Linked DNA regions of Sus scrofa: region 2 is linked to region 1. Evidence: chromatin contacts called from public HiChIP or PLAC-seq data. All regions are on one chromosome and are shown on one strand. The core of a region is the stretch at or near the end of the contact, and the rest is flanking DNA. Distances in the headings are between cores, read along the strand shown. Region 1 holds the start of HIP1 (huntingtin-interacting protein 1). Region 2 overlaps HIP1 (huntingtin-interacting protein 1).

Evidence for each region. HiChIP or PLAC-seq counts read pairs in DNA pulled down with a chosen protein or histone mark.
Region 2: a contact with region 1 is called in an H3K27ac HiChIP or PLAC-seq map of skeletal muscle. The contact joins the enhancer-like site here to the promoter of HIP1 in region 1. A contact is called at or near these places in 16 of 47 Hi-C or Micro-C datasets (adipose tissue, alveolar macrophages, brain and 9 more) and 1 of 2 datasets of contacts at active chromatin or transcription factors (skeletal muscle).

The regions. Positions count from the first base shown.
Region 1 is chr3:10,414,536-10,418,668 of Sscrofa11.1, forward strand. HIP1 (huntingtin-interacting protein 1) reads left to right here and starts at 1,883. Exons shown (of 34, transcript XM_021086314.1): 1 at 1,883-2,080. The coding sequence starts at 1,961.
Region 2 is chr3:10,472,105-10,476,323 of Sscrofa11.1, forward strand. All of the region lies in intron 1 of HIP1 (huntingtin-interacting protein 1), which reads left to right. Among named protein-coding and RNA genes, the nearest start is that of HIP1, 58 kb to the left of the region's middle. Within about 2 kb of position 2,622, at least 35 of the 83 cell types and tissues checked have an H3K27ac peak or open chromatin away from gene starts, as enhancers often do. A contact at or near this core is called in adipose tissue, embryonic fibroblasts, mesenteric adipose tissue and 4 more, where this site is marked.

The DNA.
Region 1 (4,133 bases), core at 633-3,132:
CCTTAATCCCCGTTTAAAAAGCCCCTGTTTATTGAAGCCATAAACTCTGGGCAAAGGATCATAAATCACTCTTTAGCTGGGTCCAGGGCACCAGGCAGGTGCAGGACCAAGAATGGGCACACAGAGGTCATCTTATGAAGCTACCTGTTTTCCTTGTAGGTACACTCCTGGGAGCCCCCATGCGGGGAATCTCCAGATCCAGCCTGCACTCTTTTCCACTCTGCTCTGAGCCTGGAAAGAGGGGTGGGGGCAGGGGTGACCATCACCCTAGCCCTCCTACTTCCAGCTGGTTTGGCCAATGGGAGGCACTAGCAGGAAATCGAGGCTTGGAGATCTAGAGATTGGGGTCTCTCAGTGATCCATTTTCTACCTTAGGCCACAGTTCTGTTCAGGTGCCTCCTCTCCCAAGATTAGAGCAAAGCCTGGAAAATGAGGTGACAGCTAACCTCATCCCAGAGAAACCCAAGGGGAGTCACTCCCAGGGCCTCCCCTACTAGCACAATCTAAGACAAGGTGAAACCAGCTTGCTTGCTGTGCACATGTAGCCTGAGACAATTCCCGTCCATCAACCTCGCCCTTAAATTCTTCTACAGAAATTCTGCCCCAACACTGCCTCCTCGCTCCCTCTGTTCTCTTTGTCCAAACCTATTCACAGAACGTCCCACAGGACTGAACTTTCTCCCTTCCTTGCTGGTGGAGGCCCTCATTGTCTCTCACCTACTGCTGGAATCTCCCCATCTGTCCCCTCACTTCCCTCTCCCCCAGTAATCCCGTCCACACAATGCCAGCTCTGAAAAGCACAGGTCTGAGCAAAAGCCTTCAGTGGCTCCCTAGTGCCTGCAGAGGCCCACCCCCTCTTCCACTTCTCTATTGAATGTGTGAATTTTATCAAAAGCTCTTAGTTTAAAAAAAAAAAGTAATGCCTTTCTTTACTGAGTTTCAAAGCGTTTATTTTTAAAACACCAAAATTGGCACGTAACGGGAAACTTCACTTTCTTCAGCAACTCGGCTAAGGGATCACACTTCCCTCTGCCTGTCGCCTTTCGGTTCCTTGGCGGACGTCTGAGCAGGACAGGAGGTTGTCCCAGAGCCGGGGATAAATATAAAGTGTCTACAGGGGATTCTACCAACGATATGTTCTGGCTAGATCCAGATAATGAGAGGTTTGGAAAGGTGTCGAGAGGCTTCCACGGACCCAGCCCAGCGCTCCTGGGTCGCGATCATTACAAAAGGGATGGGCAGGGATTCGGGGCAGGGATGGGATGAGGAAGAAGCAAGGGAGCTGGGTGGGAGCTGCCACCCAAGGCGTCCAGGTTTGTAAGAAGCCGACCCAATCTGCAGAAGCCGGCCTCGGGGTAGCGCATCCCGGGACTCGGCCGCCGAGTTGGTTCATCCCGAGCGAGTAAATAGGCCAGTCCCAGGCGGGCCCAGATTCCCTGCGGGAGTCCCGTTGACTCTCCTCCAGCTTGGCTGCCGCCCACCAAGCCGGGACCTGGCAGCGACCCTCCGCACAAGCAGAGCGCTGCTCTAGAGGAAGGGGCGGCCACGGCAGGGCGAGGAGAGCGGCGCGCTTGGCGTCGGGGGAGGGGCGGGCGAGGGGCGGTGGGGCGGCGAGGGGCTGGCCAGGGCAGGTCAGGGCCGCCCCCGCCCCGCCCCTCGCCCGCCCCCGCCTGGAGCCGCGGGACCCAGTGACTGACAGGCTTCCCGGCCGCTCTGCTCTCGCCTCTAGGTCCCGGGGGCCCGGGCGGGCGGGGCGCGCCGGAGGAGCTCCGGAGGGGGCGGGGGCGGGCGGGGAAGCCTCTGAGTGGGGGCGGGGCCTCGAGAGAGTAGCAGCGCTCTCAGCCAATGGGAGGAGGGAGCCGTCCCGTTAGCGCCGGATCCCAGCGGGTAGGGCGGGGCAGGCGGCGCCGTGGGGATCCCGGGGCGGCAGAGGGCCCCTGACTCGGCTCCGCGAGGCGACATGGACCGGATGGCCAGTTCCATGAAGCAGGTACCCAACCCTCTGCCAAAGGTGCTGAGCCGGCGTGGGGTCGGCGCGGGGATGGAGGCGGCAGAGCGGGAGAGCTTCGAGCGGACTCAGGTGAGGACCCGGGGACGCCGGGGCGTGCACGGCTGGGGCATCCCGAGACTCTGTGTCCAGAGGCGGACTTGAAGGGAGTAGAGGTCTTGCAGGCCCAGGGAAGGACCGGGCTAGGGGCCGCGAGAGAGCTCATCTAGCGTGTTGGTCCAGGCGATTCGGGACGGTCGGGGACCCCGAGGGCATCTGGGGAAGAGGGCAGGGCGGCCCCGAGTTGCTGGCAGGATGCCAGCTGCGCGGCCGAAGGCGGAGGGTCCTGGCGGGGCAGGGGAGGGGTCTCAGGAGCGGCGAGAGGGGGAAGGAACCCGAAAGGGGCCGAATGAAAGGGGTGCCCCTAGTCTGGGGCAGCTCACTGAGGAGCTGCTGAGGGACACCAGTGGGGCGCCGGGTCGGGTGTCTGAGGGGTGGGAGCCCTTTGCTCCCTTCTCTGTCGCCTCAGGGTTGCGCTGACATTCCCCCCACCTCTAGCACCCCCTTCCTTGTGCCTCTTGCTTGGCTCACACCACCCCCAGCTGTCGGCCTCTGAGGGCCGAGCTGAAGGGGTCTGAGCGGCGAGAAGGAATGTAGGAAATGCGATGTGTGGCCGAGTTTGGACGATAACTGGGGGCTGGAGGAGGGGGCCGGCCAGGGGGGCAGGGTCCGAGGCTCTCCGACCGACGGCCCCATGCTGGTCAAGTTGAGCTGCCCTGAGCTACCCAGAACCCTGAGTTGGGGTTTTGGTTTCATCCCCCAAAATGTGCCTGACAGCGAATCGGCAGGCTGCCCCATTTGTCCAGCCTGACCAGGGCTGGGGGCCAAAATTCTTCTCTGTCATCAACAAAAAGCCACAATCCATTTTTACCTCAGAGTTTTAATGCCTGGAGTATTGATTGGACTGAATAAAGCTGACATATTTTCGGCTCGTTTGTATGCAAAATCCATTTCGAAGGGCACAGCACTTCTATTAATACCAGTGCCAAAGTTGTATGGGCAGATTTGTTCTTCACTCTTGCTCTCAGAGTGGAGCCTTTGAAGATCCAGGGGGGCCTCCACTGCCAGAGGCTGATTCTCCTGCTGTGTTCTGCTCACCTCCCCCTCCAAACACAGTACCCTATGAGGGAAGGGCTTTGGGGTTTTGGATGGAAAAGAGTTCGAGGTCCTGAGTGTTCTGTGTATAGAATCTGGCAAAGAATAAAGCTCTTCGTCGCAGGGGACCTCATCCTCTTCTTTTTCGAGGCACCTCTGGACCTTCGCAGGTGTGTTTGGGTGATGTAAATAGAGAGTGTCCCCTCCAGGTCATCATCCTGTCTCAGATGGGATGGGAGAGATGGCCGTTCACTTCCGCTTCCCAGGGTCCAGCTAGGTTTGAGGTTTTGTCCTCTGACTTTCTGGGCTGGACTGCAGAAAAGAAGGAAGCTACCTGTCTGCTGTGGGTGTCACTGCCTCAACTAGCTGCCTGGGCACATGAGGCTTCTTGCTCCAGGACGCAGTGTGAATCTTTTTTTTTTTTTTTTTTTAATGGAAAAGGAAAATAAATGGTAATTCCCTCCTTCTAGAGTCTCAAATAAGTAAAAACTGGAGCAATAGAGAAATACACAAAAGACTTTGACCCGTTATAGTGATGGAAATTAGGTTTGTGAAAATTTGCCTAGCCATTCAGGGACAGCCCAGCAAGGAGAGTCTAGGTCAGTGTTTGCAGGTACTTTACATTCTCTGAAACACTTATCATTGGCCAGATTTGACCGTGTCTGTGTGTGTGTGTGTGTGTGTGTGTGTGTGTGTGTGTGTGTGTGTGGAGTGAAAGGAAGGGGGTAGAATGAATCAGGAAAAGAGAGTTTTTCTATTGTTGAAACTATTAGGGAAGTAGGAGAGTGAAGAGAAGAAAAGCGGACAATCCTAAAACTCACCCTCAGCCAGTCTGCAAAAATATATTTTGTTTAATGACAATCAAATGTATTATGAGATATAAACATAAGGTAGAAAAAAAATAATAACGAGTTAAGAGACCGTGAGAATTAGTGAAGGTAAAATGATAGTTGTAACTAATTACTGTTTGGTGCTGTTCTAAGTACTTTAT
Region 2 (4,219 bases), core at 1,372-3,871, 58 kb after region 1:
GGGAGTCAGGGGACTGTCACCAGGCTCTCTGCAATACCAGATCTCACTAGGAATGTTGCTAGGTGACACTCAGGCCCAATTTGGCCCCCCTGGGAGACAGAGATCCGCTTATCTGGTTTGGTCACTGAGCTCTGCCCCTCAGCACCCCAAACCTAATGGCCACTGAGCACACATCCGTGCCCTGGATACCAGTCATCTCACTGCATTGTCTCTACCACCCTTGACCAGCTCCAGAAAACAGGCCCCGGGGAAAGGCAGGGCTTCAGCCTAGTTCACGCAGCTTGGCAGGCTAGAGCCCGAGTCCTTGCTCTTGCAGGACACTAGTTGAGCCAGATCCTGGAAGCCAGGCAAAGGAAGGAGCGGCAAGGTTGACGAGGCAAGAATTGGCAAGAGACCATAGGCGATGAAACCAGTTATCCCCACAAGGACAGGTTTTATGATTTATTAATAAACCAAGCAATAAAGGGACTTTTTTGGAGCTTGGGAAATTTTATGGGCCCTAATAATTTCCTGAGTACTTTTGCACACGTTATTTTTCACTTGATCCTTATAACAACCTCTGAGCCATGGTTTTTATACCCATTTTGTAGACAGAAACTGTGGCTTACAGAGAGTAAAGGCTTTAGATTGTGCTACTAGTGCTGTGTGGGAGGCTTGGGGTATGGGGGGTGTGTGGGGGTGTGTGTGTGTGTTTTGGGGGTGCTCCTGACAGCTGTGGCAATAGCCTCATCAGGTGTTTCATTGCCAGCGGGATTCTCAGAGCAGAGGTGACCCCAGCAGGAGAAGCAGAAATTCCTCAGCCTGATGAGGTCACGGTTTGTGTTTCTCCCAAACATTTATTTCTCAGAGCCTGTATCCTAGTGAAGGCAATTGACATTTATTTGTTATTTACCTGGCTTTTCCCTAGAACATGAACATGTTTATTAAAGGGATTGTCACTCCCAGCAATGTCAGTTTATTTAGCAACGGCAGAATTTTTCCTGCACATGTGCTTCAAGGTCTCACCTGAAGTTTAGAAGAGCTCCTTGCCCTGGGCTGCGCTTGGAATGAGACCAGGTTCCTGCCCTCAGAGGGTCAGCCAGCACACCCAGAAATAAGGTTCAGCCAACTCTGTGGGCACCCTGGGACCTAGTCAAGTTGGCACCCAAAATTAGCCATCACAGCAGGCTAAGTGATTTCAGCGTCAACTAGCATTACCAAGCACCCCCTGTGCCTGTGCTGTGGGCTCCATTTGCATGCACCCCCCACCCCCGAGCCCCCCAAGAGAAGGCATTATCCTACGTGCAGGAGGAGAAACTCAGGCTTGGCATGAACGCCTGAACAGAGGCAAAGCGTCTTCCACACCCACCCTCAGCAGGCGTTGGGTCGTGACTACAACTTTCTGTAACTTTGCTCTTTTCCACCTCAGGCCTTGTGTGACTTCATTCTCCATCCTACCGCACGGTGCTATTTTAATGATTATTATTACTGACGGCCATAATTAACATATGTGTGGTGCTATAATAGAAACAGTAGCTAGCTCTTACATAACACTGGGTCTAACAGCCAGTTTTCCTTGTTTTACCTGCATTAACTCGCCTCCTTTAGTAGATGTGGCAAGTGAGGCTCAGAGAGGTTGAGTGACTTGCTCAAGGGTGGCCAGGGTTGCAGCCCAGAGTCTTTTTTTTCCCTTCTGGTTTTTTTTGGGTTTTTTTTTTTTTTTTTTTTTTAAGAGCTACACCCACAGCACATGGCTGTTCCCAGGCTAGGGGTTGAATCAGAGCCACAGCTGTGACCTACACCACAGCTCAGATCGTTTAACCGACTGAGTAAGGCCAGGGATCTAACCCGCATCCTCACAGACACTATGTCAGGTTCTTAACCTGCTGAGCTACGATGGGGGTCTTATGTGACTTTCCTAGTAACTTGCCTGAAGCCGTATGGTAAGAGGAAGCTGGAGGTCAGACTTGAACCTGGGAATTTGGATTTAAAAGCTTCACTTCATCCAGACTCCCTACTCTGCCTTCAGGATCCTGGGATATTTTTACTGTGTGTGTGTGGTGGGGGCGGGAGGGGTCCTTAAGACCCTCGCACTGACCCTCCTCACGCAGGCCCTGTGCTCGTGGGTGCCCCCTGCCCCATCTGCTCTGTGAGCAGCTGCCTTCTGCTAAGTGGCTTTTGTGCAGAGCCCATGCCCTGACTCTTAAAAAGGAATGTGTGGGATGAATAAGCACCTAAAAATAACTCCAGATCAATTTTTTGAGGGGGGAGAGGGCTGTGTTTTCCTTTCTCTCCTTTCTCCTCCCTCCCTCTGCCCCCAAGGCCCATAAACCGCTGCTGGCGGACAGCTGGGCCAGGCTGGCTTCCTGTAAGGCTGTAATAACATGGAATTAGCCCGGCGGCCGCCCTCGCCAGCACGGAAATGCCAGTGCTTGGCCACTATAGGCATCTTTGAGTTGATACCTTCCTGCTCTGGTCCATGCTCCCGGGACAGGTCTTTGCTCATCAGGTAACTGGGCAGAGACAGATTCCTGGGCCTGTCCTGCCCGGGGATGAGGGTTGGAAAAACCCCTCTGAGGGAGGCTGGCAGCTTCTGGGTTGAGCCGTCTGAGGGAGCCCCAAATTCCTGCCTCCAGGGAGGAGCCGGGCGGGCAGGAGCAGAGCACTCTGGCAGCCTGGGCCCCACGTCGAGGTTTGCAGGCTGTCTGCTGACTCAGGAACTTGGCTGAGTGACTTGCATCTGTCTCCATGCCCCTCACAGGCCCCTTACCCCTGCCGGGCCCCCACAGGCCGCCCGGAGAGGCTTTGGAAACGCAGCAGACAGACCTTTGCTGCCCGGAACCCTCCAGCTAAAAGCAGAAGCAGGTTACGTTTCTTCCTTGGAGGCTCTATCCTGCAGAATGGATCAGTTCTGGGGGTATGCTAGGAATTTATGTGTCGCTCAGCCATGCGTGAAGTCTCTTTCCCCTGTGATATCAAATATATAGAAAAGGACACCCGCGTTGAACGGCAGGGGTGGGAACAGCAGGGTAAAGAAGGAAGGGAAGCTCCCAGGGCCGAAGCGTTCAGAGGTCCCCGCTTATGCTGAGCCTCTGGCCAAGGGATGGAAAATTCCAGGCGGAAGCTCAGAAATTCCCCATGTAGGAGAAGTGCTAAGGGAAGCGCCACACCTCATCTCCTGCGCCCCTGGGCTCCAGCCAGGGCTGGGGCGGGGCTTCCTGAGCCCCAGCTATGGGGTTGCTCGGTGATTGAGTTGTTCCCAGTCTTGGCTGCACATCCCCACATCCTGGGGGAGCTTCAAAATGCTGATGCCCAGGCTCTGTCCCCAGGTCAGTTATGTCAGCATTCCCGGGGTGGGGCCCTGACTTCCCGGGGGGTGGAGTGGCTCCACGGGCAACAACAACCTTTGTTTTCCTCTACCCTCTGCCTTGCTTCTCAGCTTCTTATTTCTCAGACTCAGACGCAGGCACTGCCACGCCAGGCCCTGTGTCCTACGTAATGCGGGCTTGGGAAATGATGCTGAGGGCTCTGGTGTCTCTGATGACAGCGACGATGATGATTGAGGCCATGCCCCGAGGGCTAGGAACCCTGGAAAAGAGCTTTTCTATGACTTCATTACAAAAGAGTCCCTTATAAATACTGGCGGGAAAGGATCACTGTGAAAGTTGTACCCAAGGTCCCAAAGGGTCAGAAGCACATGTTCCCCTTAGCCCGTAACCAGCAAGTGGCCCAACCTCTGAGCGCTTTCCTGCCTTCCCCTGGGCCTGGCCTGAGATGAGTTCTGGTTCTGAGCACCAAGCCAGGCTTCCAGAGGGCCCTCCTGGCGCCTCCTGAATCTGTGCCTCGGGGGCCCACCGGCCCAAGCTGCAGTGTGGCCAGCAGCCCTCCCTGAGAGCGTGGCCGGCCAGCAGGGCGGACTAACGCAGTAAGACCCCGTTCCTCCCCACCGCAGTCCAGGAAGCAGGGCCCTCGTTGTCCTGTTTCCTCCCAGTTCCTTACTTAACGGCACCCCTTGTCCCCAGGGTCAGACCTCCGTCCTGCAGCCGTTCCTGTCTCTCTGATTGTGCCTTTCTTGAAGTCCAGGCCCCAGTTCCTGTCTTCCTGGCTCCCCACTGCAGCCCCCAGCCACCTGCAGCTTCTGCCCTCCTCCTTGCCGGAGCCTCCCAGTGTCTGGCTCAAACCCAGTGGGGGCAGGAGGGAGTCTACAGGCTGGAGGGGCGGCAGGAACCATCACTTGGCC